2 separate regions of the Mus musculus genome follow, and region 2 is linked to region 1. Evidence: chromatin contacts called from public promoter capture Hi-C data. All regions are on one chromosome and are shown on one strand. The core of a region is the stretch at or near the end of the contact, and the rest is flanking DNA. Distances in the headings are between cores, read along the strand shown. Region 1 holds the start of Cyp2j5 (cytochrome P450, family 2, subfamily j, polypeptide 5). Region 2 holds the start of Cyp2j6 (cytochrome P450, family 2, subfamily j, polypeptide 6).

Region 1 (6,410 bases), core at 3,775-6,274:
TTTAGGATCAGCCTTAGTCTCTGGTGATCTGATAGGGTACATGAGATTATTTCAATATTTTTCTATCTACTGAGGCCTATTTGGTGAATGATTATATGGTCAGTTTTGGAGAAGGCACCATGAGGTGTTGAGAAAAAGGTATACCCTTTTGTTTTAGGATGAAATGTTCTATAGATATTTGTTAAATCTATTTGTTTCATAACTTCTGTTAGTTTCACTATGTCTCTGTTTAGTTTTTGTTTCCAGGATCTGTCCATTGATGAGAGTGGGGTGTTGAAGTCTCCCACTATTATTGTGTGAGGTGCCATGTGTTTTTTGCGTTTTAGCAAAGTCTCCTTAATGAATGTGGATGCCCTTGCATTTAGAGCATAGATGTTCAGAATTGAGAGTTCATCTAGGTAAATTTTACCTTTGATGATAAGAAGTGTCCCTCCTTATCTTTTTTGAGAACTTTAGGTTGAAAGTCGATTTTATTCGATATTAGGATAGCTACTCTAGCTTGTTTCTTGGGACCATTTGATTGGAAAATTGTTTTCCAGCATTTACTCTAAGGTAGTGTCTGTTTTTGTCACTGAGGTGGGTTTCATGTGTGCAGCAAAAAGTTGGGTCTTGTTTACATAACCAGTCTGTTAGTCTTTTGTCTTTTTATTGGGGGAATTGTGTCCATTGATATTAAGAGATATTAAGGAAAAGTCATTGTTGCTTTCTCTTATTTTTGTTGTTAGAGTTGGAATTCTGTTAATGTGGCTATCTTCTTTAGGTTTGTTGGATTACTTTCTTGCTTTTTCTTGATTTTAGTTTCCCTCTTTGTATTTGAGTTTTCCCTTTATTATCCTTTGATGGGCTGGATTTGTGGAAAGATATTTTGTAAATTTTGTTTTGTCATGGAAAACCTTGTTTTCTCCACCTATGGTAATTGACAGTTTTGTTGAGTATAGTAGCCTGGGCTGGCATTTGTGTTCTCTTAGGGTCTGTATGACATCTGCCCAGGATCTTCTAGCTTTCATAGTCTCTGGGAAGAAGTCTGGTGTAATTCTGATAGGTCTGCATTTATATGTTACTTGACCTTTTTCTCTTACTGCTTTTAATATTATTTCTTGTTTTGTGTATTTGGTGTTTTGATTATTATGTGTCAGGAGGAATTTCTTTTCTGGTCCAGTCTATTTGGAGTTCTGTAGGCTTCTTGTATGTTCATGGGCATCTCTTCCTTTAATTTGGGAAAGTTTTCTTCTATAATTTTGTTGAAGATATTTACTGGCCCTTTAAGTTGGAAATCTTCCTTCTTGTCTATACCAATTATCCTTAGGTTTGGTCTTCTCATTGTGTCCTGGATTCCTGGATGTTTTGATTTAGGATCTTTTTGTGTTTTGCATTTTGTTTGATTGTTGTGTCAATGATTTCTATGGTATCTTCTGCATCTGAGATTCTCTTTTCGGTCTCTTGTATTCTGTTGGTTATGCTGGCATCTATGGTTCCTGACTTCTTTCCTAGGTTTTCTATTTCCAGAGTGGTTTTCCTTTGTGGTTTATTTATTATTTCTACTTCCATTTTTAGATCCTGGATGGTTTTATTCAATTCTTTCACCTGATTGGATGTGTTCTCCTGTATTTCTTTAAGGGAGTTATTATTTCCTTCTTATAGTTCTCCATAATCATCATAAGAAGTGACTTTAGATCCATATCTTGCTTTCTGGTGTGATGGTGTATCCAGGACTTGCTATGATGGTTGAGTTCAGTTCTGATTATGCCAAGTGACCTTGATTTCTGTTGCTTCTGTTCTTATGCTTTCCTCCTGCCATCTGATTATCTCAAGTGCTTGCTGCCCTCAATATATCTGATTGGAGCCTGTCCTTCCTGTAGTCCCAGTTGATTCAGAACTCCTCCAAGTCCAGCTTTCTCTCTGATCCAGTGATTCCAGGACCCTGTGAACCTGAGATTCTGGGTGTGTCAGAGTTCTTGGCAGTCAAGCTTCCTCTGAGACCCTGAGATACTGGTGTGACCAAGATCCTGGGATCCTAAGATCCTGGGCATGTTACAGAGCCTGGATGTGGTATCTCCTCTGGGGACTGTTGGGCTATCTGTTGTGCTCCAAACCAAGGTATACCAGTATCAACCAGAAGGAACTTGAGGTGTTGGTTGGGTGAGTTTCCTGTGTTCTGCTGGCACAGACCCATCACTATTGTTTTGGAACAGATGTGTCCCACTCACCAGTGATTCTAAGATCCTGGGCTTGTTAGGGTGCCTGGGAAGTGGAGAGTCCTCTGGGGACCGTGGGACTGCCCACTGAGTTCGGGCCTAAGGTCAAAATATTTTCTTAAAGTCTTTGAGAATCTCATGTAAGGTGTTTTCATCAAATTTATCCCTTTCCAACCTCCTCTCAGATCCCCATTTCCTTTTCATTCCTACTCATTTTTGTCCTCATATTTTATTATTTTTTTTAAAAAAATATCAAGTCCAATTTGTACTAGTAATGTAAACCTGGATATGAAGCCACACACTTCAGTATCATTAAGCTAAAACCTGCCATACTCTTAAAGAAAACCATCTCTTTCTCTCTACCAGCAGCTGTCAGTTGACAAAAACTCCTTAGCTACATGTGGGATATGATGTCCACCTTCTTTCTGTATGCAGAAATTTGACTGGCTTGGGTTTGTGAAGGTTTTGCACATTTCTTCATAATACCTGTAAGTTTGTAGTACAGCTGTACAGAGAAGATTGCTTTGTTGTAGTCATCCACTGCATCTGGCTCTTACACTTTCCTACAATGGTCCCTGGGACTAAGGACTCTGCATTCTTGTTGTCTTTGTATTCTCTCTTTATGTCTCCTCCATTTAAATCTCCATCCTTATCCCAGTCCCTGGCATCCATGGACTCTGAATAGTTTTGTGACCTCTGTGGCTGTGTCTAACGATTCAATGCTAGCATCAACAAATGAGAAAATGTTACATTTGTCTTTCTGTTCTTGTGTTACATCAGTCAGAATATTTTTCAGCTCCATCAACGTACTTGATTATTTAATAGTTTGTTTTTATGAACAACTGAATAACATGTCATCATATAAATATACTCATTTTCATTATCCATTCATCAGTTGGTGGGCATATATGCTGTTTTCTGTGCCTATAATGACTAGAACATCAATGAACACAAATGTGTAAGTATCTCTGTAGTAAGATTCAGAGTCATTTGAATATGTGCCCAAATAGAAACTATTTCTAGCAGACCTATTTCTAGCTTTTTGTGGAACCTCCATACTGAATCATGTAATGGCTTCACCAGTTTTATTTTTGCCCACATCAAATAAGTGTTTCCCACCCTATATTTGTTCAAACATTATTTCTTCATCTTCTTCTCCTCCTTTTCTTCCTTCTTCTCTAGTCTTTCTTTCTTTTTCTCTTTCTTTCTCTCTTTCTCTCTTTCTTTCTTTCTTTCTTTCTTTCTTTCTTTCTTTCTTTCCTTCTTTCTTCCTTCCTTTCTTTCTTTTTCTTTTTTCTTTTAGCCAACCTGATTGAAATTAGATTAAATCTCAACGGGGAATTTCTCAGGGCAGGGAATGCATCTCAATGGCAATGTAATTGTCTAGCATGCTCAAGGCCCTGGGTTCAAGCTTTGAAAGGTGTAAAATAGTAAGGGAGAGAGGGAATGAAAGAAAAAGTAAGTAATTAGAAACAAGACATTCAATTAAAACACATCTGAGAACCTAAAAATATTCAGTGCTAGGAGCTTAGTAAGATCCTGTGTTATCTTTAAAATACTTCCATAAACAGCCATATTTGTCAGTGTCAGTGCTGGGTGACACATAATAATGTTTAACCGGTGTTCCCTCAATGTGAGCCAATGCTATCAAGTTCATCTCCTGCTTATGCTACTTTGTACTATAAACCTGACAAAACCCAATGTCATGTAGGTCATAGGTCCTAGGCATGAATTGACTGCTGTACTTTAGCTGTATTAATTTGGCACCAAACTGCCTTGTAAAAATCTATATTTATACCCACAAAGGAAAGGTACTCTCAGTTAATGAGTAACAGTGGATACAGGCACTTTTAACTGCTCAAGTTCCTGAGAGTATAGGTCATTTGGGTGCTAAAATCTAAATGGGATCTTTATACTATTCCATCTAAAGCTAAGAGACTATTATTAAATGGACAGAAAATCTTAATAGAGTTGGAAGACTGCATGAGAATTTCAAAATGCTATGTTCTGAACATGTATTGTCCATAGTAATTATAAACTCATAGTATCTGTGTTTGCCTGGTGCACTGGGACTGCATAGGACTATACCTAACAATGCCCAGTCATGGATAGGAGAAGGGCTGAAGGGGCCTTATCTCTCCCTAATTAAATATTGCCTACTGATGGATGCTGGGAAATGAGAACATCATTACCTTCAGATGTGAGCTCATTGGTGGTCCCACTATGTTCTGTTGAATATTTACATACTTCTGTTCCCACAGGAAACTCTGATTAAACTCAGTGGGTAACAAACAAAATGGTACGCCATGAACATAGAAAAAGAAAAGAAAAACAAAACAAAATGAAAAACCCCCAAAACATAAAAAGAAAAGAGAATGTTGATGGGGTCAGAGAGAAAGAGAAGAGTGGCAGAGTGAGAGTAAGTCATAATGTAAAATTTATATATGAAGAACTGCCAAAGGAAATAATTTACTTAGTAAAAGACCATCCCCTGAATAACTTATACCAACTTCATGATCCTAAAATGTACAGAGCGTATGTAAAGAGATGAGTGCCCTGAAAAAATCAGCAGAAATGTCTGTTTACCAGGCAGGTTATGGTCACTGGGTAAAATGCTGACTGGAAAACAGCAGGTCAAAGACTGGGGTCTGAGTATGAAAATCATAAACCTAGGAATCTCCCTGTCATCCAAAACAGTTCTTTATAAGTAAGCAATTTCCCTCAGTGTGGTCTATTCCCACCCGATATTGACGATTTCTAGAAATAAATAACCAGGCTGCTTCACCCAACAGTGGGTAATCCAAGCCACAGCAGGGCTTGTACTTGGAAGATCATCAAGGGGCAGGAAGGGGTGAGAATGTCCACTGTAACCCTGTCATAGAGAGCCTACTGTTCCCCATTTTCTTTTCTACAGAGGAGTGTGCAAGGATCCCAAATATGATTATGTTTTTGAGCTCCCTGGTGACCACCTTCTGGGAAGCACTCCATCTCAAGACTCTGGTACTGGCTGTTGTCACTTTCCTGTTCCTGATTAACATCCTCAGAAGCCGTCACCCCAAAAACTACCCACCAGGGCCATGGCGTCTGCCCTTTGTGGGCAACTTCTTTCAAATAGACACTAAGCAAACCCACTTGGTGCTTCAGCAGGTAAGATGGGGCTGAGAGTGTCTTGTCTGTATCATGACACTAATCCAAAATTGCAGGGTTGGTAATATTCCCAACAGCCCAGACAGGAGGACAGGGCTACAGGACTCTAAAGCTTGTTCTGTGCATCTGCTAAACTCACTACAACTTCTGTCTCCTCCAGTCAATAGACTCCATTATTTTTCCTTTTAAAATGTTGGCACCATGAAAGTAGTACCTGTTTTGTAAACCTGTTCCACTGCTCTGGAGTAGTAGAGTTTTTGTTTGTTTATCTAATCTTGTATATTTTATTTGGTCTATTGTTTCTTAAAGAACTTAGGTCAAAAGGACTCACTTTAAGTTTACATCTTTTTCTATGTTTATTTACTTACTTGAATGGGGGATGTGAGCTCTCCACAGAATAATTTTCATGTTCTCACAAAAACATATAGAACTTCACTATAAGTCCACTAACACACATGCCTGACATTATTATATTAGATCCTCAGACATTCACACACTTAACTCTGACTATTGAAATATTTTACAGTTTGTGAAGAAATATGGGAATGTATTTAGTCTGGAGTTGGGCCAATCACCAGTGGTGGTTGTATCAGGACTGCCTTTAATCAAAGAAATGTTTACCCACCTGGACCAAAATTTTGTGAATCGCTTTATGACACCGGTTAGAGAACGAATCACAGGTAAAAATGGTAAGTTTCTGTCGTGGATAGCCTTGGGGCTAATTATATTTGATGGTAATTCTATTCTCCTGTGAGTGGTTTCGAACAAAGAATGAGTCAGCACTCAGGTGATTTCCTGTAAACCTGCTTCCCACCTTAATTTGTAAAATAAAGGGGAGCTGATGATTGGGCAGATAAAAGGGAAAGTGGAGCAGAAGGTGGGGGAGAGAAGAAGGAGAAAATGGAAGAGGGAGAGGATACAGAGGAAGAGGAAGAGGAAGAGGAAGAGGAAGAAGAAGAAGAAGAAGAAGAAGAAGAAGAAGAAGAAGAAGAAGAAGAAGAAGAAGAAGAAGAAGAAGAAGAAGAAGAAGAAGAAGAAAGGCAGAGCAGAAGCACATGGCCTGGAGAA
Region 2 (6,541 bases), core at 778-3,277, 110 kb after region 1:
AGCAATTTATATTCCTTACAAGAGATTTTAGTGCAGTTACATTTCCAACAAATGTAGTAACATACTAAGACGTTTGGTATACTTTTTGGAGAGAAGAGGTATTTCTTCATTTCTCCCCATAAGGGTGACATACAACACTCAGGTGATTAAACCCAGTAACTGGTATGTGAGGCTTAGCACTAGTCTCACGGACATTCCTGACTTAAAAATTATATGAAAAATTATTTAAGAATATTATGTTGCCAAAAGTTAGGTTCTGTACATACTTGAAGACACTTATTGCCACATAAATAGCAATAAGCATATGCTTGAAAAAAGATGTTGAATATTTCCTTATTTAAAAATGTGTTTGTAAACACCCAAATTTATGTATCATACTTACAAAGTGCCTCACCACTTAAGCTTCCAGCTTCTCTATTCCTTTCAACAAAATTTAGCTGTATGAAGACAGTGTGGTACTTGATGCAAAATGCATTGCAAACCAATTTTCTGAGAAGATATATTTTTTCTGAGTTAGATAAAATGAATGAATTCTGTCATTTACTGTGATTTTACATGCCTGTTTGTTTATAAATATAGGAGGAATTTCCCAAGCAAAAATAAAAGAAAACATTACAACAAAAAGAATGAGGTAGAAAGTGTGAATTTGTTCAGCAGTAAGCCTGCAAGATGACAATTAAATCTGGCAAACAAGTTACTTTTATGCCAGGCTGTGGTGGCACATGCCTTTAATCCCAGCACTTGGGAGGCAGAGGCAGGCAGATTTCTAAGTTCGAGGCCAGCCTGGTCAACAGAGTGAGTTCCAGGACAGCCAGGGTACACAGAGAAACCCTGTCTTGAAAAAACAAACAAACAAACAAACAAACAAACAAACAGTTACTTTTACAATAAATAGCCCTGTTATAGGTCTCTAAGTTAAGTCCCCAGAACCACAATAATAAAAATAGTAATAACAATGATCAGGACAAAAGTGTTTTTCCAACAAGTGTTCATTAAACATTCCTGGGCGCACGAAGCACAGCTCTGTTAAAACAAAGTGATCTGTTGCAAGGAGGTGACGATGTTGCCTGCCACTCTGTTACTAGGATTAGCTTGGTTTCTCAGGTACATTGCAGTCACTGGGAAAGTTTGCTTATAGAACAGGCTCCCAGATGTCCGTGATGCTTTCTGGGGTTCATGCAAATCACAAACCTTACCACCACAATTGTCTCCTCAGAGGGAAAGACTTATTGACTGAAAAACAATCTATCTTAGACTGCCTTTTAGTATTACTATTAGTGTTGTTGTTGTTGCTGCTGCTGCTGCTGCTGCTGCTGCTGCTGCTGCTGCTGCTGCTGCTGCTGGAGTTTTTTGTGACAGTGTCTCACTAAGTAGTTCTACCTGTCCTGAAACTCATTATGTAAACCAGGTTGGCCTTGAACTAACAGAGATTTGCATCCCTCTGCCTACAGAGTGCTGGGATTAAAGGTGTGTGCCACCACTCCCTGCTCAATTATTATTTTAAATTTTTATTACAATATAATTACACCCTTTCACCCTCTTCCCTTTCTTCCCTCCAATCCTGCCCTTGTCTCCCCACTTACTTCCTCTCAAATTGATGGCCTCTTTAATTGATTATATATACATATATATCACATGAATATAAATGTATATGGGTTCAGGGCTGGACACTTAGTATTGAAAAACAGAAGGCTCCTGTCTGGGGAAGACTAAATCTCCCTTTCAGTAGCCTTTAGTTGCCTGTAATAATTTTTCTAGGGTGGGGACCCCTTGAGATTTCCTGGTTTCACTTTTTACTATCTACTGGTGCCTTTTAAAACTGTATTTTCTACATGTTCTTGTGGGAACTCAGTGCCAAGGACCTAGCCACTATAGAAGCAGTCTGGGCATCTGCAGGGCAGAGCAAAGCATGGCAGGGCATGGGAGGGAAGTTTGGGAAGGAATGGGTAAAAGCTCTAAGGGGCGGAGAGAAGAGCTCTGTGCACGTGATCAGGGGTTCTCCTGTTCTCCGGTTCCAGCAGATTGGAAACTACTCTCAGAAGCTTTGTCACTTCCTGCGAGAGCCCAGCTCCAGGGAGGAAACCAGAGGAGCAAAGGGGAGTGGACAGAAAGGGATAGGGAGGGACTGAGGGGACCGGTTTTAGAAGGGTGCCCTTGTTGTTAGCACCTGGGACTTGCCGCAGCTCAGACCTTCATTCCTCAGACGAACCAGCTGCAGTCCTAGCCATGCTCGCTGCTACCGGCTCCTTGTTAGCCACGATCTGGGCAGCGCTCCATCCCAGGACTCTGTTGGTGGCTGCAGTCACCTTCCTGCTTCTGGCTGATTACTTCAAAAACCGGCGCCCCAAGAACTATCCCCCAGGGCCTTGGGGTCTGCCTTTCGTGGGCAACATATTCCAGTTGGACTTTGGGCAGCCCCACCTCTCAATCCAGCCGGTAGGAAGGGGTGCGGGTGTCTTGCTTTGTCTGTCCTGACTTAATCCTGAGCTACAGGAACAGGGGACTTACTGAGACTAGAACAGAAGACCAGGTTCAAAGACTGGTGATCACAACCTGATATCCAGAACTCAGAACCTGTGTGAGTCCTCCTTTAAGATATAAGCTGTTCGATTTTCAAATAGTTGGAGATTTTTATTTACTCTTGTATGAAGGGCTTTGCTCTCATTGTTATTCTGTTAGGGTCAGAGAACTCCCTGTATGTGATTTTAAGTCTTTAAACCATGGCATATTAACGGAATGATAATAAATCTAGATAAATAATCCCTTTCAATTTCAGAAATGGGTACAGAAGTGGTACCTCATCTTAGTTTGTTAAAGCGCTTGTAAAGAAAACAAAATGTGTTTTTCTCTTGATTGGAGTTTTCTACAAGTAATCAGTTTTCTTATTGATCTTTGTTTGTCCTGTAAGTCCTTGCTGAATGTTCACCTACTAACTTTTTCAACCCCTGGGAAAGGTGTCTCCAGCTCCACAGGAAGTCTGCATGTTTTTCCACTCCATTCTGGAAGCTCTCCTGCTTGAATTGGAAAGACTGTTATGTGCACATAGTGTGCATGAAAGACTGAAATAGTGTCCTTTCGGTATATGACCATCTTCCCACATAATATTTCTCTTTATCTATAGTTATTTTCTCTGCTTAGATAGTTAATACTCCAGCCATGTTTGATTATCCCTGTCACTTCCCACTACTAGTGATGTCTGACTCTTTCTGATTGTTACTATTTAAAGGCATACACCCATATTTTTTTCATATTTACTTTAACCTATTTATTTTTCTCTTTTTCCTTCCCTGTGTGTTTTTTGGACACTTTCTGAGTAGTTGCATTTTTATACCCATTCAGTCTTTCTTTTTCTTTCTCTTTTATTGGATATTTTCTTTATTTACATTTCAAATGTTACCCCCTTTCCAGGTTTACTCTCCAGAAACCTCCTATCTTATCCCCCTCCCCCTGCCTCTATGAAGGTGCTCCCCCAACCACCTACTCACTCCTGCATTCCAGCCTTGGCATTCCCCTACAATGGGGCATTGAACACCCTCAAGACCAAGGGTCGATCCTCCCATTGATATCCAACAAGGCCATCTTCTGCCACCTATGCAGCAGGAGCCATGGGTAGCTCCATGTGTATTTTTTGCTTGGTGGTCCAGTTCCTGGGAGCTTCAGGACAATTAGCTGGTTGATGCTATTGCTCCCCGCATGAGGTTCCAAACCTCCTCAGCTCCTTCAGTCTTTCTTAAATCTCTTTTATCATTCTTCCAGCCACAGCTCTGTGCTATGCAATAGGCAGGGGAAGCTGATGAGATTTTGCTATCACCATTTTCCACAGGAAACAAAGTGACCACAAGCATAGAAGATCTCTGTCTCCCCTCTATGCTACTGCTGTCTCAGATGTTGTCTTCACACACACTGAGAACCACATTAGACTCTAACTTGCTCTTCAGTGTCCTGTGCAGCTGGAACTCAAAGGCATAAAAGCCTGTTGTCTCTGGCCCTTACTCATCCTCCAGTAGCTCTGTCTTTCTTCTGACCACACTGTCTTTCTCCCGAGTGTATAACGCTAGATGACTCTCTGTTGCACTTATGTTTCTAATGTCCCCCCCCCCCACTTCATTCTCACCTTTCTAGTTTCTCCAGAAGTACTAAGCTAATTTCTCTCTGCTTTCGATAGATTTCTCTGGGATTGTAGCTTTCCTGCTCATATTGGTGGTTTTGCTTCACTTGAGGCTTTGCACTGTTGGGTTCTTCATGGCACATTTGTGGTTTGTTATACTAGGAAGTTTCTATAATTGTTCAGTAATGTTCTCATCTACCCTTTCTCTTTCCTGCCTTTGGCAGACAGCTGGACCCAGGCACAGCTGTAATATCTCTGCTGCTGGCTCTTGCTGTTTTCCATAGCTATGTTTTCTGTGCTACGAAGGGTTCACCTGCTTCTCACCTCTGCCCTGCCAGTGTTTGTTCTCACATCACTTCACTGCTGATCTCTCCTGCACAGATCTGCACTTAGAACCCAGGAGCTTCTTGTGCTCACAGTTCCCTTTGCTTCCTCTCTGTATCTTTAATTTTTTTATTGAAAATACTTTGTCTCATACAATATATCCTTATCAAAGGTTTCACCCACTTCAATCTTTCTAGCTCTTCCCCCACTCCACTTGCCTCCAGATCCACTTTCTCTGTATCTCATTTGGAAAAAACAAAACAAAACAACAAAACAAAACAAAACAAAACAAAAAAACAGCCCTCTAAGAGATAAACAAACATGACAGATAAAATATAGTAAGATAAAGCAGAACTTACATCAAAGTTTGACACAGCAACCCAGTAGGAGGAAAAAAGTCCTGAGAGTAAGCCCAAGAATCAGAGGCCCACTTATTCTCACACTTAGGAGCACCATAAAAGTATTTAAAAGCTGTAGTATATATGCAGAGGACCTGGTACAAACCCATATAAGCCCTGTGTTTGCTGCTTCTGTCTCTGTGGATTCGTATTCACATGCCTAAGGTGATTTGTCTATGTGACTTTCATTTCTCTCTTAAAAATTCCTACCATGTGGATAATAGCACTTTGAAATATTTCACTCTCCTATAAGATAAATATCTGTGCTATATCTATAAAGCTGAGATTGTCTTGGTTTTTGGTAAGGCAAGTTGTTTTAGACTGGATTGTGAACATTTTGTGCAGTGTGTCACATTTTTGCTGTACACTGGATAAATATTTTATTCACAGAGGTAGTCTGCTGAGGATATGAATACTCACTTTTGTGAAGGGTTGTTCACTTGTAAATTTAGCTGACAAGCCTCTGTATTATGAATTTGATCAACCCCATTTGTGTTTCCTACTTTCCCTGGGGTACATCACAGTCTAATCAATGTAGCTTTGTGTAAAGAAAGAGAGTCACAGACCACATGATACTATCCTAATAAAGCAGGCATACTTCACTGAAGGGGAATAGAGGTCAGAGATTTGCCCATATTTATTTCATGAGGAAGCGATATTAGTATTAATGTAAGAACAGAATGGAAATCAGAGTTCTGTCCCAGACTCCACTGGGGATTTTCCTTATAGAACTTCAACTGTGAAAATCACAATTAAGCTACCCCACATAGGTAAGACTAGCAATGTTGTATCCAGGAATGCTGCAATGACAACCTCTTATAGGGTTAAAGTCTCACCTTTTGGTGTTCCACTATAGGACACAAAGGCAAAATGATAAGAGGACTTTATCTTGTTGGCTATACTTCTTTTGGCTTTTGTTTAAAGAAAATAAACTTTGGTTTGAGTTTCACCTCTGTCAGATGCTGCCATGATTTGCAAGAGTACAAAATCATGCTTTTATCTGATCTTATCTGAGTTTACTTGCTTGTTTTGCTACAGAATTAAATGTGACTAGAGAACTTAACTGATGTGTCTGGTGTCCCAACAATGGCTTGTGATGTAATAAAGGGGGGGGGGAGTCTTCCCAGTCCAGTTATGTTTTTATCCATTTATGGGTGTGTTTTCATATTTTCTCCTAAATCAAACACATAGCAAGAAGCATAATTGAGATAGAAAGAGGTCAGATGTCTCTTAGTCCAATGTCTTGAGTACTATTGTGCCACCTCTGTGTCACAGACCCATTCACACTTCTTGATGGAAATGAAGGGTGTTCACTTGTGACTTTTGGTGGTTAAAGTTTTTGACCTAAGGAATCCCCAGGAACATTACTTTTCGTGGGATTGATCTTAGCAGATATTTCATCAAGGAGAGTGCCCCTGCTCCTGGTCCTCCCAAGCAATTTCTAGCTTTACTTCATTTAATAATTCATTGACCTCCTTTGACTTGCATGCTGAGTAGGACTGTGAACTAGTTGAAGTGAAAGGATTGGGATTCCTTATCACCTGGTCCTGACTTTTAGCTAGTATGCTCTAATAAGGCTTTTCTTCTATATCCCTACACATATTCAGTCTCCAGTCTATGTATCTCTACTGCCTGAGCCACAATATGAGTATTTGGACCTTTATACTGTAAATGTTTTATTTACATCCTCACCATTTACAACTTGGCTAAA

The links. Promoter capture Hi-C pulls out the DNA fragments that hold promoters and counts their contacts.
Region 2: a promoter capture Hi-C map of liver shows a contact between it and region 1. The contact joins the promoter of Cyp2j6 here to the promoter of Cyp2j5 in region 1. A contact is called at or near these places in 8 of 39 promoter capture datasets (the 3T3-L1 cell line, 3T3-L1-derived adipocytes, frontonasal cranial neural crest and 4 more), 6 of 484 Hi-C or Micro-C datasets (the AML12 cell line, cortical neurons, embryonic stem cells and 1 more), 1 of 115 datasets of contacts at active chromatin or transcription factors (intestinal villus epithelium) and 2 of 9 other capture datasets (adipose tissue and pancreatic islet).

What each region holds. Positions count from the first base shown.
Region 1 is chr4:96,662,733-96,669,142 of GRCm38.p6, reverse strand. It overlaps Cyp2j5 (cytochrome P450, family 2, subfamily j, polypeptide 5), which reads left to right and starts at 5,024. Exons shown (of 9, transcript NM_010007.4): 1 at 5,024-5,342; 2 at 5,869-6,031. The coding sequence starts at 5,133.
Region 2 is chr4:96,549,137-96,555,677 of GRCm38.p6, reverse strand. Cyp2j6 (cytochrome P450, family 2, subfamily j, polypeptide 6) reads left to right here and starts at 2,027. Exons shown (of 9, transcript NM_010008.4): 1 at 2,027-2,436. The coding sequence starts at 2,227.